3 separate regions of the Mus musculus genome follow, and all the other regions are linked to region 1. The links are chromatin contacts, called in public HiChIP or PLAC-seq and promoter capture Hi-C maps. All regions are on one chromosome and are shown on one strand. The core of a region is the stretch at or near the end of the contact, and the rest is flanking DNA. Distances in the headings are between cores, read along the strand shown.

Region 1 (3,627 bases), core at 189-2,688:
CCAATAAAGTTTAAGCACTGGTATCAACACGACTTACAAAATTTTAAGACAAAGCAACAAACAGCTAAACGAGTTCTGAAGACTATGCACCCGCTAGGTAGAAGCAAGTTCTCACAGCTGAAAGTTCTCCATTACTGCAAAGTACCTTACCTACCTTGCTTGAATAGTTGGAGGCACTTGGAATGTTTACTTCTCAATTGGGCGAGGGGAAAGCCAAACTTACCTAAATGACTTGTCAAAGAAGAACACTGAAAGCTTTAACAAAATGTTAAAGACTCATTTTCAATTCCTCCCAACCGACCCTACCTTAGGAAGGACAGACAACAGCTCACCTGGGGAGTGGACTCCGACTCAGAGACCTCTTGCTCAGGAAAGGGCTGCTTGATCGCCTTCGGCCATAGGGGCTGGGTGATCTCCCGCTGTAAGAGCCGCTCCTTTCATAGCTGGAGGACCGTCTCCGGCTATAGGGACTCACAGACCTCTGTCGTCGGCTGTAAGGACTGGGTGACCGAGTGCTGGACTGGTAAGCAGAAGGCTCTTTGTAAGGTGGGCTGATTGACTGCCTTCTTGAGGTACTTCCAGGACTCTTCTTGTAGGAGTCATAGTTGCTAGAAGTGTGAGACCTTGGGGGGCTAAGATCGTAGTCTTGGCCATAAGAAGCTCCGGAAGGGCTGTCATCTTGCTTGGAACTGTCAGACCATTTCCTATGGGGACTCCTGGATCTCCGTTTAGGGCTAGCCACGGTTTTGTAACTTTTGGGTGTTTCCCTTTTCCGATGACTTTTACTCCGGTCCTTGTATCCAGACTTTAACTCTCGCTCTTTGCGGGTCTTCTCCTTGTGCATTTTGGACGACCTGGATTCCTTGCTGCCGCTTTTGGATAGCTGGGCCTTCCCATAATCATCACTCCCCTCCACGGACCGTTTGGAACTGCCCGATACCCGGTCCTTCATAGATCCAGATTTGGAGACTTCCTGATTTTTTTCCTTTTCCGTCTGTTTAGTTTTTAGCAAGTCTCGGGACCGCCGGTGCTGGTGGTGACGATGTCGGTGCAGGCGATCGCTCCGATCCGTTCCCCGACGTTCCTCGTTCTCCCTCCGGTCTGATTTGAAGGCCGTGTCATCGGAGAAGGTGTCTGAATCAGAGCTGATGTCATCGTACTCCACCAGTGGTTTGATTATGGTACCCAAAGATGCCGCTTCGGGGGTCACCAGCCCCACGTCTTTGGAGTGCTTGGACTTATGCCGCTTGTGCTTCGACACCAAGCGGTGACGCTCCCTGCTGTTGGAGCTGCCACCTCCCGATGACGGCTGCGAAGTTCCAGAAGCTCCTCCGCTCCCGTCCTTCTTGCCCCCATGTCTCTCGGAATTGGGCATTCCCTTTCCCCGGGCCTGAAGCAGGGGAAAAAGTTCCCCGGCGCTCCAAAAAGCCCCACCCTCCCCCCCAGCCCCGACTCCACGCCCCCCGAAGAGCCCCTAGACGGGGGTGGGGAGGGCAGGGACCGCAGGCGAGGCTCCTCCTCCCTCTCGCCGCCTCAGCGCCCTCCTACATGAGGTGGGGGGTGAAGGAGAGAGGGAAGAAACCAAGAGTTCCTCGGCACGGGAGGAGCGCGACGCCGGGAGCTGCTCGAGTCCGCCCCTCACGGCCGCCCACCCCCGCCGAGCCGATATTCGGGCCCGCGAGCCCTGGCGCTCAAGGAAGTAGGAAGGCGTCCGCCGGAGCCTGTGGGGCCGACGGCGGCTCTGGAGCCCCGGGAGGACTACGCAGGCCCTTCCCCTACCCGGTCGCCCGGCTCGGGGCGGCTGGCTTCCTGTCGCCAGGCCTCCGCGGCCTAGGTTGCCTCAGCTCCCCCCCTTTGTCCCTCGTGCCTGAGGGAGCCCCCTTCGCTAGCCTCCGCCTCACACCGACACCTCACAGCCACATCTCACTCCCTCGCCCAGACTCACTCACACACTAGATTAAACCGAAACGGCACTAGAGGGGGAGGGGGAGGGGCGAATGCCGCAAGTATCGCGAGACTCCGCTGGACTCCCGCGATACTTGGCGCTTCCCTTTTCACCTCGACACATTCCTTCACCAGAAAACGCGAGAACGGGACCCAAGCCGCAAACGCAGCCCGTTAGATTCTCGCGATACTTTTCCAACTCCCCCTTTTGGGGGGCTTTATAGGAGCGGAAGTTGCGGAGATTACCTTTAAAATTTAAACCTAAATGGTAATTCTTTGATTAAATATCCCCAGGTTCCGGTGGGGATGGGTCTTAGCACAGCTTGTAAGAAGTCTTTTGATTTAATAGGGTTTAAAAAAAAAAAAAAAAACAAGGGACAAGTGAACATTGGGGACATTACAGCGCAAGTTTGAATATTGGGGATTCTGGTAGGGCTTGGGTTTCTGAGACAGGGTTTCTCTGAGTAGCCTTGGCTGTCCTGGAACTCACTCTGTAGACCAGGCTGGCCTCGAACTCAGAAATCCGCCTGCCTCTGCCTCCGGAGTGCTGCGATTAAGGGCATGGAGCACGCACCACCACCGCCCTGCTTTAAGTCTGAATGTGCAAACAACGCTTGGTACTGCGGAATTTGCTGAGTTTAGGCGTTTTGCATTCATTTTCTCTGCCCTCACACCCATGGGACACTGTCCTCATTGCGAATTTACAGGCAAGGACTCCCGGATTCAGGGGGGCTAGTCAGTAGAAAGGTTAGAGTGCCAAAGTTGGGGGAAATGTCAGGATGTCTTACAGCACGTTCTTAGTAACCCAGGCTGGACTCCCAGTTGTGGCTATTCAGCCTCAGCCGTTTCTCGACTGCTGGGATGTTTTACCATAACAAACGTCCAGTTTCTACAAACAGAGAAGACAATGAGACTCGGGGAAAAAAACGTGTCTAAGCCTATGTGCACTACCTTCAGGAAGTGCCAGTTGTAACGTCTCCTGGAAGTATTTTTCTTTTTATTTCTTTTTTTTTTTTTTGGCTTTTCGAGACGGTTTCTGTGTACCACTACCGCCAGGCTCTGGAAGTATTTCTTTTATACTACATTTTAGGGTGGATAAGATTCTAAGCTGGTCGTTGCCACACGCCTTTAATCCCAGCACTTGAGAGGCAAGGTAGGCAGAGGTAGGCGGATTTCTGAGTTCAAGGCCAGCCTGGTCTACAAAGTGAGTTCCAGGATAGCCAAGGCTATACAGAGAAACCCTGACTCGAAAAACAAAACAAAAATTCTACCCTAGGACATCTTATGTCCAAATTTTCATTTTTCCTTCCTTTTCCTTTTTCCTTTTCTTCCCTCATCTTGCCTACTCTCTCAGAGAAGTTCTCCAGTTAGCCTGGAGCTCACATTTGATGCCTAAGCATCAAAACACCACACAGGAGTTTAATAGGCGAGTGATGGCATGTGGGACTGTCAAAAATTTGAAGACAAAATTTGTAAACTCTGTGAATTTTCACAACCAGTGAGAAGAGTGTCTGTGAGAATAAAAAATGCTCTTGAGCGGGGCAGTGGTGGCACACCTTTAATCTTAGCACTTGGGAGGCAGACAGATTAATGAGTTCAGGGCCAGCCTGGCTTACAGAGTGAGTTCCAGGACAACCAGGGCTACACAAACTCTCGATAATAAAATGGGGAAAAAAATGAATT
Region 2 (3,358 bases), core at 95-2,594, 2.3 Mb before region 1:
CTCAAGTTCGAGTTCTATCCTCTAACGTAGTGATGTTCATTAAATTGTGCTTTGTACTCCACACGAATACCCTACCATAAAAATAAATAAATGTAATTTTTAGGGCTATTTACTTATTGGTGCTGGGGTGACTAAACTGCCCTGGTTTCTTTTTTTTTGTTTTTGTTTTTCGAGACAGGGTTTCTCTGTGTAGCCCTGGCTGTCCTGGAACTCACTCTGTAGACCAGGCTGGCCTCGAACTCAGAAATCTGCCTGCCTCTGCCTCCCGAGTGCTGGGATTAAAGAAGTGCGCCACCACGCCAGGCTTGCCCTGGTTTCTTACATAGCTCATGTTAAATTGGGTGTGCTCGCCGGGCAATGGTGGCGCATGCCTTTAATCCCAGCACTTGGGAGGCAGAGGCAGGTGGATTTCTGAGTTCGAGGCCAGCCTGGTCTACAAAGTGAGTTCCAGGACAGCCATAGCTACACAGAGAAACCCTGTCTCAAAAAACAAAACAAAAAACAAACAAACAAAACAAAACAAAATTGGGTGTGCTCAGGAACATTTTAGTAATCCCAAAATCCAGGAGAAGAATCAGGAGTTCAAAGTCATCCTTAACTACACAGCAAGTGTGTGGCCACCTTGGGCTACATGAGAGACACCTGCAAAAATAAATAACTTTAACGAAGTTATTTTTCTTTATACTGCCCCCCTCCTGGATTGGAAAGATAGTTTAGCAGTTAGGAGTACTCTCTCAGAGAATCAGTTTGATTGTTGGCTCCCAACACCCTTATCAGGGGGGTTTTAACCGCCTTTAACTCCAGCTACTGGGAATCTAACACCTACCTGTCCTCTGTAGGACCTGTGCACAGACACTTTGATAAGAATAAAATTTAAAAATTACTTTCTCTCCAAAGTCAATCGTTTTGTGTTTTAAGACGGGGTTTCTCTGTGTATTCCTGGCTGTCCTTTCTGAGACTAGGTCCTCGAACTCAGGGAGATCAGCCTGCCTCTGCCTCCCAAGTGCTGGGATTGGCACAGGCCAGCAGAGGCAGGGGTAAGGTGGATCTCTGTGAGTTCCAGGCTATCATGGTCTACAAAGTTAAAAAACAAACAAACAAACAAAAAATGTGTGTGCGTGTGATGGCGAGGATACACTCCAAAGCAACATAAAGTAGAAGAAAATTCAACAAAACAAGCACAGGGGGCCACCATAATGGAGGGGCGAGAAAAGGTAGACCTGAGTTTTTTTCTGGCTCCGAGAACTGCGCTTGCCTCGCTAGAGGGCGTAAGCACGGCAGAAGTGCGCAGGCGCGGCTCCGCCCCGCGCGCACTATTTAATCCCAGAATGCCTCTGTGTCGCATCAGACTTGCCGCACCGTTCGGAAGCTGAGGGGGCCGGTACGGCGGCGTCAAGATGGCGGCGGCTGTGGCGGCGGCAGCTGCCGCTGCGGCCGCGGCTGCATCTTTTCAAGTGCTGGAGATGGAGAGCATGGAGACTGCCGTCGCCGGTTCCGCGAGCCTGGCCGCTGAGGTCCGAGGCAGTGGCACGGTAGACTTCGTGACCGGGGCCGGCATCTCTACCCTCGTCGACACGGGCGGGAGCGATCCGGGCCCAGAGGCCGAGGACTTCGAGTGCAGCACTCACTGCTCCGAGTTGTCCTGGCGGCAGAACGAGCAGCGGCGTCAAGGCCTGTTCTGCGACATCACCCTGTGCTTCGGCGGGGCCGGAGGTCGCGAGTTCCGTGCCCACCGCTCGGTGCTGGCCGCTGCCACCGAGTACTTCACGCCCTTACTCTCGGGTCAGTTTTCGGAATCGCGCTCGGGCCGGGTGGAGATGCGCAAGTGGAGCTCAGAGCCCGGACCCGAACCTGACACGGTGGAAGCCGTTATCGAGTACATGTACACCGGCCGCATCCGAGTGAGCACCGGCAGCGTGCACGAGGTGCTGGAGCTGGCCGACAGGTGAGACGACCGTGGGCGAGCGAGGGCTGGGTTGGGGGGTGGGGGGCAGTGTCTGTGGTGCCAGCTCCCTCATTATGCCCGCGACGGGACAGCCACCGCGCCTGGCACTGAGGATGCCCCCTGAGAGTCTAGCTTGTGCGCATTGCACCCCTGAGCGCAGATTTCAGGTGGTAGGGACAAAGGCGATGAAAAACGGTGGGTCGTGTTCGACTCCTGTGATGATGACATTTAAAAAACGGTGAAGGGCTAGCTACGGATCGGAGGAAATGTCATTTAAACCAGCTTCGCAGTGGCAAGAGAAATTGGCCGTACAAAAGGGAATGGGTGCACATTACAGGCTTCCCAAAGGCCTCAGTCAGGGTCCAGGCTGGCTTAGAGAAGAAAGGACGTTAAAAAGAAAATCCAGCGATTCCGGATATGCTGGGTTTAAAGACCAGAGGGTGTGTGTGAGGAATGTTTGGATTTTATTGAGTGTGATGGATGGGAAACTGGGTAGAGAGATTATCTGATTTTAATATTTAAATACGAAATATTTAAATATTTCAAAAGTGAAAAGTGGATTGTGGAAAATGGATTGTGGGGAGCCAGAAAGGACGCCACAGAGGTTGGTTCGGAGGCAGGTGGAGATGCTGGTACTGTTACAAATCCTTTAACACATACCTCTGGAGCGCTAGACACTGACCTCGTTACAGTGCTGGGGGAGGGGGTATATCCAGCAGTGATCAAAACACATGAAAATCCTTTTCCTTATCAAACTCTCTGATGTTTAACAGCGAATATATAGCATGTTGAATAATTATTACAGCTGTGAGGCAGACTGAGGTGTGGGACTGTGCGTCATAGGCCCTAATGGAGAGGAGGTTTTGTTTTTTTATTTCTTTGTTTTGAGACAGGTTCGCACTATGTAATGCTGGTTGTCCTGGAACTCAATCTATAGACCAGGCTGAGAGGAACTATTTTTAAATTGGGCACATAAAGAATGTTCAGAAATCATAGCAAAGGCATATAGGTGGCAAGGTAGTGTGCTTCAGGTAGAGGGAGAAAACAGCGTGGGTTATATAGCTGCATGAAGGAGGCAGGATGAGAGGAGCAAAAGCATCCAAGTGGTGGGGAGGATGGATGGGTCCCTTGGAGCAGTGATGCTCACCCTGCCTAACACTGCAACCCTTCAATACGGCTCCTCATGTTGTGGTGACCCCAACCATAACATTATTTCCTTCCTAGTTCATAACTAATTTTGCTTCTGTGAATATCTGATATTCAGGCTATCTGATATTTGACCCCTGTGAAGGGGTTGCTTGATCCCCAAAGGGGTCACAACCCACATGTTAAGAACCTTTGCCTTAAGGCCTCATGGGCCTGTGAAAGAAGCTGACCTTTCTAAAATTAGAAGGCATTGAGAATGATTCTGTT
Region 3 (3,191 bases), core at 401-2,900, 2.6 Mb before region 1:
ACACAAGAGGTATGGTGATAAGGCATGGTATGAAGTGTGTGGTGAGAAACAGGAGGGTAACAGTTATACTGCCTAGACTCTGGGCCCTAGAGCAGGAGCAACCTGTAGGTTGAGACCCATTTGGGGATCTAGGGACCCTTTCACAGTGGTTACCTAAGACCATTAGAAAACACAGCTATTTACATTATGATAAACAGCAGTAGCAAATTTTATAGGTATGAAGTAGCAACGGAAATAATTTTATGGTTGAAGTCACCATAACATGAAGAACTATATTAAAGGGTTGCGGAGTTAGGAAGGTTGAGAACCACTGCCCTAGAGCGAGCATCACACAGAAAGGCCAGGAGTGTGTTTCTGGGAGAGGTGATAGCTTACAGGTATGGAAGCTTGAACAGAGAAATGTGCCCTGAAGTTTTAACTCGTCCTAAGCTGGCTGTGGGGTGGGGGGGTGGGGGGAGGAAAGGTGGGGAAGGGGAAGCCCAGAGCTGCTGATTTCCATCCCATCCAGCTTCTTGGCCCAGCCCCCACGCTCTCTCCCTCTTTTTTGTGCCAAGCACTGTGTCAGGTGTTGGCCCAGCCTGTAGGGCAGGAGCAGAAGGGCTTTGTGATCAGTTAACACCCCCAAACCTTTGTGCCTGGGAAGGCTGCTGGGAAGAGAATCATAGAAGAGCTTGCCTCTCGATCCTGCCTGGCTAGGAAAATTTTCAGCGGGACAAATTGTAGGTGACTGTAGAGAATAGACGTTCCGTGTGTTTGTGCTGGGAAGGGGTCCTCCCTCTTTTGCCCCTGCAGCTGAGGTTTCTACAGCTGTGGCTTCTGTACCACTGATGTGCCTTGCTTCCGGGCTGGCCGGGTTGGCCCTTGGAGGGTTGCCAGGGAAACCACTGGCCAGCTTGGGGAGATGGAGCGCGGGAGAGTGGGTGACTCAGGTTGCTTTCTCTCACACATACAGCAACCCTCCCCAACATTGGGGAAAGGGTAGTAGAGACCCTCTACCCCTGGAGAGAACCCAGACGGCCCTGGATAAACCTGTCACTCCCAAAACCAAGATTAGTTACCAGCAAAAATTCCCAGGGAGGAAGGCGTCTCCCATATGCCCCATAGATTCACCCAGGGGCAATCCACTGATCCAGTTGGCCCGGTCCTGCCTGTGCCCATCGGGGTAGTGCGACAGGGGCCCTGGTTTAAACCTCCCTCCAGGGAGCAAGCTCGGGATAATTATTGATCGGGGCTACTATGGACTTCTGCCCTCGGCCTGAGAGCTAGAGGACGCGGGCCTGGTTTCCCGGCGGGAGGGCGGTGGGCGGGCCGCGGAGGGGGTGTCCCAATCTCCAAGACCACCGCCGCTCGTGCCCTTAAACGGGGATCTCTCCCACCCAAACAAAACAGCATGTGTTAGGGGTCCCGGAGCCTCGAGGGGGTGTCCAGGGCGGCTGGGCGCGGGCTCGGCCTGCAGCGGGAGCGCGCGGCGCAGGCCCAGCCGAGCGCGCTCCCGCGCTCCACTGCGCGCAGGGGGTTCCGGGGCCCCGCAGGGCGGTCGCGCAGGGGCGCGGAGGGACCTTGGGGCTGGGGAGCGCGCGCGGGCAGGAACCAGGAAGCGGGGCGCGCTCGGGGTTACGGGCGGGCGCGCGTCCCCGGAGCCTGAGCGCGAGAGCGGCGCGCGCCCCCGTGGGCCCCGGCGGGAGGAGAGTCGGCGGCCCAAGCCGTCACCCCGGGCGGGGACCGAGCGCGGGCGACGACGCGCGGAGGTCCTGCACGGGGAGGGAGCGAGCGGGCGTGCGAGAGAGCGTGCGGGACCGGAGAGACCGCTGGCTCTGGTGGGGCAGAACGAGGTAGGAGCTGCGCCCTGCGCGGGGCCAGGGGGCCCGGGAGCCCGGGCGGGGCCCCGTGCTCCTGCTGTCTAGAAGCTGGGCAGGGCCGAGCCGCCGCCATCGCTCCGGGGCCGTGGGGAGGCCGCGGGGGCCGCGCCGGGCGGCTGCAGAGGGGCCCGGGGCGCTGGTGGTGGCTACGAGAGGGGCGCGCGGAGGCCACGGAGGGGGGCGCCGTGGATACCGTGAAAAGTATTGGCGCGTGCGTGTCACGATGGGTGTGTGAGGGACGCCGACAGAGCCGATCCCCTGGGAGCGAGGGGACTGCTGTCGGCCGCCTCACACCTTCCTGTTGCATTTCTGAAGAGTCCCTGCTGTCTCCCAGTTTTTCCTCTTATTATAATGTGCTCCCCAAAGCGGGGGGGGGGGGGTGCCCGAGACTCTGGGGAAAACGATGAGCCGAAGGTACCCAGTGGAGTGGGGGGTATCAGCAAAGCTTCAAGAAATAGTGCCTTATAAGGAGTCAAGACAACAAATATGAACATTTTGATAAGGCTCTGGGCTGCGGGGTCCCACATCAGGACCTGCCAGGCCTGGGCTTGAATGTGTGGTGGTGGGATGCGGGCAAGCTGTTCTTTCATTTTCTCTTCTTTTCTTTTCCTTTCTTTTCTTTCTATCTTGTTTTTCCTAGCCAAGGTTAAAGAGTTAAAAAAAAAGTGATCCTGGTGTCGGGGGTAGATATGGGGAGTCGGAAGGAGAGCTGTCTTATCACAGAAGCTGGTCTGAGTCTAAAGGAATCTGGCAAGATGGTCAGAGTGATCAAGGGGGGGGTAGCAGAAGGGGGCGGGGGGGGGGACTTGTCTGGAGCAGGAGGCGTTTGCAAACACTTGTAGCCAGCAGTGATGGAAAAGGCGAAGAACAAACGGCAGCGTTTAGAAAGCAGGGATTAATGAGACCCAGAAGATTTTAAAGGCAAAAAGAGGCCATTCGTTTCCTCAAGGACCTATGTCCACTTTTGTGCTTGTCTCGCTGTGGGTCGGAACTTGTATTAAATTAATAGTGGCAAACTGGCTTATAGAATCTTCGATTTGGGAAGCCTCCACCCCTGGGATTATACTACATTCTTTCATTGTAAAAACTGAGGCCCAGATAGATGGACTTAGCTGCCAGCTCAGGTCACAAGTGTGTTTATATTTAGTAGTTTATGGACTCACACCCACAAGGACCCATCTTGTGCAGTGAAGTAGATGTTTGCCTCAGTAAGACTCTATAGGTTGTTGTTAGAGTATCCTCAGAGAATGTCCCTTGAAAAGGCTAGGGTGTCACTGGACCGATGGTTTTGTGTAGCCTTGTAGCAGTGGCTTTTATCATCTGCTTGTATCT

The links. Promoter capture Hi-C pulls out the DNA fragments that hold promoters and counts their contacts. HiChIP or PLAC-seq counts read pairs in DNA pulled down with a chosen protein or histone mark.
Region 2: a promoter capture Hi-C map of cranial neural crest shows a contact between it and region 1. The contact joins the promoter of Klhl11 here to the promoter of Cdk12 in region 1. A contact is called at or near these places in 3 of 39 promoter capture datasets (cranial neural crest, hippocampal neurons and pre-B cells).
Region 3: an H3K4me3 HiChIP or PLAC-seq map of embryonic forebrain shows a contact between it and region 1, with 16 times the contacts expected there. The contact joins the promoter of Stat5b here to the promoter of Cdk12 in region 1. A contact is called at or near these places in 2 of 115 datasets of contacts at active chromatin or transcription factors (astrocytes and embryonic forebrain).

Annotation. Positions count from the first base shown.
Region 1 is chr11:98,201,116-98,204,742 of GRCm38.p6, reverse strand. It overlaps Cdk12 (cyclin-dependent kinase 12), which reads right to left and starts at 1,438. Exons shown (of 14, transcript NM_001109626.1): 1 at 333-1,438. The coding sequence starts at 1,375. Gm38963 (a long non-coding RNA gene) reads left to right here and starts at 2,113. Exons shown (of 4, transcript XR_880193.2): 1 at 2,113-2,212.
Region 2 is chr11:100,470,768-100,474,125 of GRCm38.p6, reverse strand. It overlaps Klhl11 (kelch-like 11), which reads left to right and starts at 1,344. Exons shown (of 2, transcript NM_172565.2): 1 at 1,344-1,945. The coding sequence starts at 1,398.
Region 3 is chr11:100,849,040-100,852,230 of GRCm38.p6, reverse strand. It overlaps Stat5b (signal transducer and activator of transcription 5B), which reads left to right and starts at 1,650. Exons shown (of 19, transcript NM_001113563.2): 1 at 1,650-1,832.